Regions from separate parts of the Mus musculus genome. Here all the other regions are linked to region 2. A link is a contact called in public promoter capture Hi-C data. All regions are on one chromosome and are shown on one strand. The core of a region is the stretch at or near the end of the contact, and the rest is flanking DNA. Distances in the headings are between cores, read along the strand shown.

Region 1 (2,700 bases), core at 75-2,574, 2.7 Mb before region 2:
CTTAAAAAGGAAATGCTTTTTGACAACCTACAATGACAAATAGGATCTGTCAGCTTCCTATCGATGGACATTTTGAAGCTGAGCACCTCCAGCCCACATTTATATAGGGTTAACTATGTCAGGCTCAATGAACTGCCTTGCATAATTTTATTTATTTATTTATTTTTGGTTTTTCGAGACAAGGTTTCTCTGCATAGCTCTGGCTGTCCTGGAACTCACTCTGTAGACCAGGCTGGCCTTGAACTCAGAAACCCGCCTGCCTCTGCCTCCCAAGTGCTGGGATTAAAGGCGTGCGCCACCACCGCCCGGATGCATACATTTTTTAGTTTGTTTGAATGTCTCATGTAGCTCAGGCTGTCCATGAATTCAATACTCAGACTAGGATGATGACTCTGTGACTCGAATACTGGGATCACAAGTGTCAATAAGACTGGCTGAATGTTTATTATTTAAACAACAGCCTATGAGGGAGTAGTGGACTCCTAGCTTCCAATTCTTGGAAACTTACTAGCTGTGTTCTTGGACAAGTCACTTCACTTCGACTTCCTCGTCTGTAAAATAATGACGCTACCTACCTAGATGGCTGCTGTGAAGTTTAAGTGGATTAACAAGGCAATCAGGAGAGAGCCCTGTACACTACGCTTGGGTCATGACGATAGCGTCCTGGCAGATACAATGACGCGCCCGTCCCCATCAGGCCAGCCGCACCTGCAGCTCTGCTGGAAGCGGGGCAGACGGTCGAGCAGGCGCCCGAGGGACGCCTCCACGTCGCCGAAGAGCCGGTGGATGCGCTCGGTGCACTCGGCCCCGCGAATGAACGTCTTGTAGTTGGCGAAAGCCAGGTCGCGCGTCTGCTGCAGCCGCTGGGCCCGCTCTTCCGCCAAGCGCTCGGGTTCGCGCCGCAGCCGGTCCAGCCCGGAGCCGCTCAGCTCCCGGAGGTAGCGGCCCACGTCGGGCTTCTCACGCCACTGAGCTTCGGGGAAGCGGTCCCGGAATAGCGACGCCAGGAGGCCCTCATCTTCCACCTCCCCCAGCGCGACGGCCGTGGCTGTCGTCGTGGCCGAAGCGGTCGTGGAGGGCTGGAGAGGGAGAGCGGCCGCCATCTCTCAAGCACGGTACCGTCACTTCCTCTTCAGAGCCGGTTTCGCTCCTGGGAAACGGAAACGATTGGGGGAAACATTTCCCGTCTCTATGGTTTCTCATCTAGCCGGCTTTCGGTCCCCGGAAGTCCGCCACGGTAGGCGGCGGCTGCGCAAAGATCACGGAGAATTAGGCTAGAGAGACACGCGTTCGTGGACCCCAGGAAGTGGGCGGGTGGGAAAGTGACTTCCGCTTCCGGCTCTCCAGGCACGAGGATTCCCGGGAGCCAAGCAAGCGGCAAGATGAGGCCCTTGACTGAAGAAGAGACCCGGGTCATGTTTGAGAAGATCGCGAAGTAGTAAGAACTGGAGAGGCGGATGAGGGACGGGCGTGCGGGGAGTGGGGATGCGGCTCCGGGGCGGGACGGTCCCGGCTCAGACGCTGGTCTTGTTGCCCTCAGCATCGGAGAGAACCTTCAACTCCTAGTGGACAGACCCGACGGCACGTACTGTTTCCGGCTGCACAACGACCGAGTGTACTATGTGAGGTGAGGTGGGGCGTGCTGCCCACTGCGTGGCGGGCTGGAGGCGTGCATCCATCCCTGGTCGTCACCGGGTACCTTCCTCCCGCGCCCCTGTAGTGAGATGATGCTGAAGCTGGCCGCCAACATCTCCGGAGACAAGCTCGTGTCGCTGGGGACGTGTTTTGGGAAGTTTACCAAGACCCACAAGTTCCGCTTGCACGTGACAGCTCTGGATTACCTGGCCCCCTATGCCAAGGTACGTTGTGGGGGCCTGGTCTCCAGGTTGCCATCCGGGATGAAGTCCCGGGTGACGGCGGCCAGGTCAGAGCACAGATTCTTTCCAACGAGTTTCTGGACAGCGTCAGCCTAAGAAGTTGTTTGTCGATATTGCTGCTTGGACACGTTTAGGAAGGGTTATGGCCATGGAGCTGCATAGCCTAGTTGTCTACAGGAAAACAGGCCTCCACCGTGTCAGCTGGATCTCAGAAAGCAGAGACGAAGACACAAGTGCCAGTGGTGAGGGTGATCCTAGGGTCCAAGGGGAAAAAAAAAGGAAATTGCTGATTATGTGAGCATTTCGATGTAAGGTTGAATTTCGATGTTAGGTTGAGGAAGGAACTCCATGGTGAAAGATCAAAAATTGGGGTATCCCAGCACTTGGGAGGCAGAGACAGGCGGACTTCTGAGTTCGAGGACAGCCAGGGCTACACAGAGAAACACTGTCTCAAAAAAAAACAAAAAACCCACAAACAAACAAAAACAAAAAAGTGGGGGGGGGGTCCAAACAACTTAAAGGTTCCCCACCTCTCCTTAAACTCGGAAGCAGCTGCTAATCCGCATTTAGGGATATAGCCCAACATCCTTGTGTCTTGGCTTTTAACTCTCTTTCAGTATAAAGTGTGGGTAAAGCCGGGAGCAGAGCAGTCCTTCTTGTATGGAAACCATGTGTTGAAATCCGGTCTGGGTCGAATTACTGAGAACACATCTCAGTACCAGGGAGTGGTTGTCTATTCCATGGCGGACATTCCTCTGGTGAGTAGCCACGGTAGCCATCCATCACGGCAAATGCCAGGTACCCACTGGAAAGGATGAAGTTT
Region 2 (2,818 bases), core at 65-2,564:
GATTATTTAGCAAGTCAGAAGTCAGCCTGAGCTCCATAAGACCCTCTCAAAAGAAAACAACCAAAACCAAAACCGGGGCCAACGAAGTCCTAACAACTGGATTAGCAGTATTGACTAGTACCGAGGAACCTGTTCTGTCAAAGTCAGAATATTGCAAGCTCGATCCAACTGAAGGCAACGTTTACTTAAGATAGGCATGGTTCAAGGGTACACGAAAGATGGAAATGTGGAAAAACAGATTCCTAATGCCACAAATAAATCACCAAGTGGGTACAAGTCACGCACTCATTCTTCATCAAACGTTTAATTGAAAGCACTCAGCTTTCTTTCATTTTCTTAATCCCCCAAAATGATGCTTGCCCTCTGTAGCTAAAAAAAAAAAAAAAGCTAAGGAAAATCCGTCTATGGGTCACCGAGGAGTTAGCAAACACAAAATAATGAAAGGACGGAAAGAGGCAAAAAGAAAGCTCAGCCTGCCCACCAGGTTCCCACAAGGCAAAACACTTCAAAATCTGAAACCGGGTGTGGGTGTAGGGTGCAGCTTTGGAGAATTTCTCATGGGAAATGACACAACTTGTGGCCCTGAGCTAAGGGGCAACGGAACTATTCCAGAGACCTGCCAACCTAGCCGAGAAGGCAGCTCCTCTTCATGCAGGGAATGGAATCAAGAGACTGCACACCGAGGGGGACCCAAATTCACTGAGGGAGAGGTGCGCCCCACAAAAAGGGAGCAGCAAAAAGGGAGAGACACCAGGGATGATGGCTTTTGATGATCCTTGTTCCGACAGGGGTACAGGCCTGAACTGGGGGAGTCTACGTTTAGGGTTAGTCGGGGTAGGGGGTCGGACGTGGAGGTGAGGCCAGGCCCCGCTGGCGACGCTTCCTTGTTTGGGGCCCCTTCCCGCCCTGAGAACTCGGACATCCTGACCCGCGGGGACAACCCCGTCGGGGCATCAGGGCCTGAGGCCGCCTTCTGGGCCAGGCGGGAAAGCAGCATCTAGAGGGGCTAGGCACGGCCTCTTTCGCTCGCTCTGCCCGCTGTTTAGGGGGCCCGCGGCCGGGGTGAGGCAACGGGCTTCTAGGGGGGCCCTTCCACTAGAGCTCCGAACCCAGGCCTGCTTGGCCTCAGGCCATCCCAGCGGCCACCGCTCCAGGCGACACTCACCGGCCCATCTCACGGAGCTCCCAGGACTCCTCCCGCTCGTCCCGGAGCCGCCGCCACCGCGGCCGCCGCCATCCCCGGCCCCGGAGCCGCCCCACACCCAGCGGGCACCCCCCCAAGCCGGGCGCCCGGAGATGGCGTTGAGCGCATCCCGCCCCCCCCCCGACGCGGAGAGATGACGTCACCCTGGCCTGGGAGCGCCGCCTACTTACACAGGAGGAAACTGGCCGCCTGCCCATCGTACCCAGCGCCCCCCTTTGGTGGGAAAATGAACGCCTGTCCCACTGAATGGGTCCAGGGAGTAGGTGATGTTTCCTTAAAAAGCTCCCAGACCTGGATTCCCTGGAGAAGTTTTCACAAGCTGTCACTAGAAGTCCAGATAGTGGAGATCCCTGGGGCCTTGTTTATGATGCCCCAGAATTTACTGGAGTAGAAAGATGGAAGGGTCATTGTAGGGTCAGGGTGAGAGAGAGCTGGGCCCAGACCTTTTCAAGGGTCAAGAGCCTTGTAAAGTTAGAAATAGCCTGAGGCAGCCAAAAAAAAAAAAAAAAAAAAAAAAAAGTGTGCCTGTGCAGGACCTAGAAAAAGATGAAAAAGTACTGAAGACCTGGGAGTGGGTGAGCAATAAGGACGGGATTCTTACTACAGTGGAAAGCAGGTTGGCTTAGTGAATACAGGGCTTGGCTACTGGTTTGGAATATTGTCACCCATATAATGCCAGTTCATACTAAATACTTGAATGAAAGTTTGATTGGCTTAAGCAGACACAAAAATGAATGGCTGATTTAGGTTGCTGATTGGAGGGGGAGGATTTTTTTTTTCTTATTTGTTCATTTGTTTTTGAGACAGGGTCACAAGTAGCTCAGAGTGGTTTTGAACTCACTGTGTAGTTTAGGGTGAACTTGAACTCTTAACCGTCCTGCCTCTATCTCTCAAGTTGATGGTATCACTGGTGCATTCGTTTCTTTTCTGTTGCTGGGATAAGACACAATCAAGGCAACTGCCAGAAGGATTTGAGTTTGTGGTTCCATTTGAGAGGGTTAGGAGTCCATTGTGGTGGGAAAGCTTGGCAGGGAGCAGCAGCCATAGAGGCTGGAGCAGAGAGGAGGGGGTCACATCTAGAACTTAGAAGCACAAAGCAGAGAGACTGAACCTGGAATTGCCTGTGGCTCTGAGCCTCAAAGCCAGGTCCCTAGTGACATAGGGACTCTAACAAGGCCATACATACCTTAATAGTGCCACTAACTGGCCACCAAGAGTTAAACATCTAAGCCTATATCGAAGTTTCTCATTCAAACCACCACAGCAGGCAAGCCCCACATTTGGCCAATAGTTGGTCTTGTGTTCAGATTACATTTATACAGAAAAAGTGATTATGCGTGTTTTATATAAAAGAGAGAGAGAGAGAGAGAGAGAGAAAACAGAAGTGTTGGGAGCCGCGCCCACATTCGCCGTTACAAGATGGCGCTGACAGCTGTGTTCTAAGTGGTAAACAAATAATCTGCGCATGTGCCAAGGGTATCTTATGACTACTTGTGCTCTGCCTTCCCCGTGACGTCAACTCGGCCGATGGGCTGCAGCCAATCAGGGAGTGACACGTCCGAGGCGAAGGAGAATGCTCCTGAAGAGGGACGGGGTTTCGTTTTCTCTTTCTCT
Region 3 (2,700 bases), core at 193-2,692, 2.3 Mb before region 2:
GACACAGCCTTACCAGCTGTTGAAAACCCTCCCTCGCTGGCTCTCCCAGCAACTCATCGCAGAGCTTAGAGAACACTGGGATGACCCTGTACAACGGCAGAAGCATCCTTCCCTCCCTCTGTGCTTTTAGCAAGGCGAGATCCTGAGTGCATTTGCAGAGTCTGAAATAGTTTTAAAGGGAAAGGAACTCCAAAAAGTTAAGTCCCGCCCCAACAGAGGAAACACCTAAACCTAATTGCTGCCCAGAACTCAGAGCCAGGCCCTGTTGGGAAGTACTTAGCCCTGGAGGCTACTTGGCCAAGAACGCAGTAGATGCCAGTCAAACACTAGACAATAATGTGGTGGTAACTGCCAAGGACTCTCCCCTGCCTTCCCCTGGGCTGATGGCAAAGTGAGGAGACTGTCACAAAAATGGACCAATTAACAAATCGGATTTCCTGCTCCAGGGTCACAGTAGAAACTTTCCAGAGCCAGGTAGACTGGAATTAGGCTCCGATTCTGTTACACTCCTTCTCAGCTACGCTCCCTGTACCCATCTCCACATCTTCCCGTTTTGTTTCACAAAGTGGTGATACCCCTTTTAAAAATCTGCGGTTTGGTTTGTTAGTTTGTTTGAGACAGTCTCTCTTCATTATGTAGCTCTGACTGTCCCGAAACTGGATCTATAGACCAGGCTACCTTGGAACTTAAAAGAAATTTGCCTGCCTTTGCCTCCAGGGTGCCACCAAGCCCAGCAGTGGTCCCTGTAAATTGCCTGCTTGCATTTCTAAATGTTAGCAACGTATTTCCAAATGGTTAAATACTATCTGGCCTAGGTTGGGGATGTGCACAGAGCTCAGGTGGTAGAGAGTTTGTCTAGTATGCAGGAAGTCCTGGTTTCAATTCAATTCCCAGAGCCGTAGAAATCAGGCGTGGTGATATGCACTTAGAATCCTGGCACTTAGGCAGTGGAGGCAATAAGACCCCAAGTTCAAGGCTATCCTTCACTATACAGCAGCTTTAAGGCCAACCTAGGACACATGTTACCCTTTTTCTAAATAGTCCAAACGCGGTACAGGGAGTGGCAGCTCTGTTAAGGAACGGTGTAGAAGGGGCAATGCTAGAGTTGCCCACGGGTGAACTTGGGCTGCAGAATAATCTGCATCGCTGGTTCTGAGAAGAAGTTCTCCTTCCAGAGACTAACCGAGGCTCATCCAGGTTCCTAACCACCTCACTTTTCCTCTTTGAGGCAAGGAACAAAACTCACAGCCAGCCCCTACATCCTCCTCAGAGTAAATCAGACTGGAGTTGGCGCCACACTCACCCGCCATGGCTCCAGATGTTGAGGGAGGATCGTAATACCGAACGCTGATTGGCTGAGCAGCTGGTTGCCAAGACGACCCTAAAGCTCTTCGGAGAGATCCTTAGGGCTGGCTACAGGCTAGGCTAGTAAGAGCTGAGCCTTGGGGTATGGGCTGAGCGAAGGCTTTATATCCTGCTTATGCCCGCCCAGCCCACTGTGCAGAGCAGCCAGCGAGGGCGGGGCTGGACTCCAGAACCCAGAGGCATCTTGGGAAGATACCAAGTTTTTGGCAGGGAGAAGCAGTTTGGGGCTGGACTAGGACTCCTGTATATGGAAGTCAAAAGGGTTCCCCGGGAGCAAGGGAGTGAGAGAGAATTTGAGGATATGGGGACATATTGAATAAATTCATCTGCTCCCTGTCCCAAGACCTCCTGGGTACAAAATGGAAATTTCCAACAGAATTTTTCGAGCTTCGTGGGACCTGCCTACATAATCAGCCTGTGTAGATTAGTCCTCACTCAGCCGTGGGAAGTCACCTTTGCACGCTAGGGGAAGGGTGGGGCAGCAAAACGGATGGGCTCAAATTTTGCCGACTCACTGTGACTCTAGACTGAAAGTTCAGAGAGACTTGTCCTCGTGTGAAATGAATTCGTGCTGCGTTCTGCTCTTAGAAACTGCAAAAACTGCTCCCTGGGTATACACACTTGGGTCTCCTCAACTTTGCCCCCGGTGACCAGGTAACGGGGAACTCATCTGTGCGACTCTCTAGGAAGCCAGAGCAAAGCTGGCAGGAGACAGCAGCCACAGGGAAGTGTTTCTCTGTGTAGCCCTGGCTGTCCTGGAACTCACTCTGTAGACCAGGCTGGCCTCGAACTCAGAAATCCACCTGCCTCTGCCTCCCAAGTGCTGGGATTAAAGGAGTGCGCCACCACGACTAGTACATGCTTTTAATCCCATCACTTGGGTGCCAGAAGCAGGCAGATCTCTGAGTTTAAGGCCAGACTGGTCCACATAGCTAGTGCTAGAACAACAGCCAGGGCTACATAGGTGAGACCCTGTCTCAAAAACAGAGAAAGAAAGAAAAAGGGTTGGAATAAAGACCCTACATGTATGTGTGTGCCTTGGTCAAGCTCCCAAAGTAGGGTAGACATTATAACAGATTGCCATCATTAAAAGAGCTCAACTTTCCTGTTATCTGATAAATTCTGACAGTGAGGGAAAGACACACGTGCAGTCTCCTGTGGTGACAGGCTAGTGACAGCCCTTGTGATGGATCTCAGTGGAGTCTCATTCCGGTTAGGGCAAAGCCGAAGTAACACAATGGGCTATAAGAGGGAAGAAAGAAATATCAGCTGCAGCAGGCAAAGAGACCAAGGACAATTTTTAAAGCAACGCACTTCCCAAACAAAGAAAAGGTG
Region 4 (2,700 bases), core at 128-2,627, 2.1 Mb after region 2:
AGGGTCCACTTACAATCCCTAGCCCCGATTCAAGGGTCCACAATCGTCTATAATTCGACTTCCAGGGGATATTAATACCTATTCTAGGCTCTGAAGACACTAAATATACATGTAGATACATACAAATAGATGTGCATGTAGGCAAAACACTCACACACATAAATGTTTAAAAGATTTGTCTGGACCTCGCATAAGCTGGATTCTTAGTGTGCTCCTCTACCGCACCCCAAGAAAAAAAAGATAGCTAGGCCATTAAGAGTGTGCGCTTCAGCCGGGCGTGGTGGCGCATGCCTTTAATCCCAGCACTTGGGAGGCAGAGGCAGGTGGATTCGAGGCCAGCCTGGTCTACAAAGTGAGTTCCAGGACAGCCAGGGCTATAGAGAAACCCTGTCTCAAAAAAAAAAAAAAAAAAAAAAAAAAAAAAAAAAGAGTGTGCGCTTCATTCCAAAGGATCTGACTTTGGTTCCAGAGTCGGGCGGCTCACAACTGAGTGTAACTCCTTCACCTGGGGACCCGATACCCCCTTCTGTCCTCTTTGGCCACCTGAATGCACCGCCATACATACACAAAAATAATAAGGGGCTGGCGAGACGACTCAGCTCTACAACCACCTGTAACTCCAGTCCCAGAAGCCCTAGGCACACACATGATGTACAGAGACAGACAGACATTCAGGAAAAAACACTGATATACGTGCCATAAAATCTCTAAAAATAAAACTTTTGAAAAAGTTCTTAAAAGAGGACGATGGGTAGCTCCTGCAAAGAGGGAAAACACATTATCACATCAACTTTCTAACAAGCCGATCCCTTCCGAACCCAGAGGCGGACAATTGAGTTTCGGACGTGAAGGAAGCTGGCAATTCCCTAAAAACAATCTCCAATGTCCGGGTCGGCTTCCAGAACCAGCCGGTAGGTAGGTAGTACGCTCAGCCTGCGGGCTTCACGCGCCTGTTCCCGCGCTCCGAGGGGGCGGCGGCCCAGGACAGCAGCTATGCAGAACCGACACATGCGTGTTCCAGGCCGCCTGAGGGCCGGGGTCCTGATAACCCGAACTCCGGAGCCCACGGGCCGTGGGGACCTCGCGATCACGAGGCCCACGCCCTGGGGACCGTCCGGGAGAGTCTCGAGTGAGGTGTGAAGCGTGGAAACCACCCTCCTTTCGCCTCAGGCCGAATCGCTCACCGGACGGCAAGTAGTCCTCATCCTCGTCCGATGTGGAGAAGTCTTCGGAGTCGAATTCCTCCATGCTGCTGTCACTTGGGGCCTGCTACCCACACGACTGCGGCCACTGCCCCAAAATAGCGAAGCTAGATATAGGGCGAGACCATAGGGGTACAGGACCAGCAGCTAGGGCCGCCCTAGAGGCGAGCGCACATGCGCAGGCAGTGCCACGTGGTCAGAGACGACACTTCCGGCTGCTGCGATTGGTCAGTCTACACTCACCGGGCCCTTGTGGGATTCCGGACCCCCACCTCTCAGAAGCGATGCATGCTGGGGCTTGTAGTTTTCAACGGTACCGTGCGTCCTTAATGGAGAATGGCTTATCTGCGGAAATAGTACTTTCTCTTTATACTTGTCTTTTTATTTTGAAATTTGCTCACAAGCTAATATTTTTTCTAACTCTAAAATCAGAGATTAAAATGTCGCTCCCGGATATGCTCAGCGAGTAAAAACTGAAAGCTGAATAGATAGATGCTAAAGTTCCCATCAACTTTTGAGCAAGGCTGAGGCTCTGCCTTTTTGATTCAATTCTCTCGCTAGAATCGAATTCTTTAATGCAGTTTTTGTGCCTTTTCCCTGCATTTTTGTTTTTGTTTGTTTTTTTTTTTTTTCTGCCTAAAATTGCTCCCAAGAACACTACCGAAACTCTGTCTAATATTCTAAGCGCAAGAAGACTGCGACGCTCTTTCCTGAGAAACTCGGCCTGTTAAGTAAGCTACATTCAGGCCTGAGTTACAAGTACTGTTGGCAGTAAGTTCAGCATTAATGAATCAACAATCCGATAATCACTAAAAGACAAAAGGAAATCCGCTTATCTGTGAGGGAAGCCACTACACAAAGTGCTAGATTGACACTTTTGAAACAACGGGAAAGATGGATGGAAAAGCAGTTAAATTTGTGAGTATGTGAGGATTGGCGAGACGGCCCAAAGGTTAACAGTACTTGTTGCTTCTGCAGCAAAACTAGGTTTGGTTCCTAGCATCCCCAACATGGCGGTTCACTACCGCCCTGGTTCTGACCTCAATAGGCACCAGGCATGTATGTAGTACAGTGCAGCAAGCACCTTCACCCACTGAGCCATGCCCCTAGTCCCTCAGAAATCACCTTCTGCCGGGCGTGGTGGCGCACGCCTTTATATATATATATATATACACACATTTTTTTAAAACTGTGATGAGAATATAATGCATACTGTACTGAGAATAATCGAACTCTCGGAGCACATGAAGGAGGAAGATGAGGAAATCTTAGCAGAGAAATCCGTAGGAACAACCAATAGGAAATTTTAGCAGAGACATCGGGAGGACCAACCAATGCTCTGGATGAGTGGGTAAAACCTGGTGGGAGTTGACCAATGGGATGGCAATGGGAATCAGCCTAAGAGTTCACAGCCGTCAAAATATCAGTGTGGAATACATCTAAAGGGGGCTGGGGAAGGTGACGTAGAAGAATGTGACCCAATGCTTAATTGTGCCCT

What was found. Promoter capture Hi-C pulls out the DNA fragments that hold promoters and counts their contacts.
Region 1: a promoter capture Hi-C map of pre-B cells shows a contact between it and region 2. The contact joins the promoter of Nip7 here to the promoter of Atxn1l in region 2. A contact is called at or near these places in 5 of 39 promoter capture datasets (cranial neural crest, hippocampal neurons, liver and 2 more) and 2 of 115 datasets of contacts at active chromatin or transcription factors (embryonic forebrain and forebrain).
Region 3: a promoter capture Hi-C map of liver shows a contact between it and region 2, with 4 times the contacts expected there. The contact joins the promoter of Nqo1 here to the promoter of Atxn1l in region 2. A contact is called at or near these places in 2 of 39 promoter capture datasets (hippocampal neurons and liver).
Region 4: a contact with region 2 is called in a promoter capture Hi-C map of liver, with 2.6 times the contacts expected there. The contact joins the promoter of Cfdp1 here to the promoter of Atxn1l in region 2. A contact is called at or near these places in 2 of 39 promoter capture datasets (liver and pre-B cells).

What each region holds. Positions count from the first base shown.
Region 1 is chr8:107,055,553-107,058,252 of GRCm38.p6, forward strand. It overlaps Nip7 (NIP7, nucleolar pre-rRNA processing protein), which reads left to right and starts at 1,325. Exons shown (of 5, transcript NM_025391.2): 1 at 1,325-1,438; 2 at 1,541-1,627; 3 at 1,721-1,859; 4 at 2,495-2,635. The coding sequence starts at 1,383. Cog8 (component of oligomeric golgi complex 8) reads right to left here and starts at 1,185. Exons shown (of 5, transcript NM_139229.4): 1 at 709-1,185. The coding sequence starts at 1,103.
Region 2 is chr8:109,736,466-109,739,283 of GRCm38.p6, forward strand. It overlaps Atxn1l (ataxin 1-like), which reads right to left and starts at 1,315. Exons shown (of 4, transcript NM_001080930.2): 1 at 1,166-1,315.
Region 3 is chr8:107,401,763-107,404,462 of GRCm38.p6, forward strand. It overlaps Nqo1 (NAD(P)H dehydrogenase, quinone 1), which reads right to left and starts at 1,443. Exons shown (of 6, transcript NM_008706.5): 1 at 1,304-1,443. The coding sequence starts at 1,310.
Region 4 is chr8:111,852,960-111,855,659 of GRCm38.p6, forward strand. It overlaps Cfdp1 (craniofacial development protein 1), which reads right to left and starts at 1,378. Exons shown (of 7, transcript NM_011801.2): 1 at 1,185-1,378. The coding sequence starts at 1,248.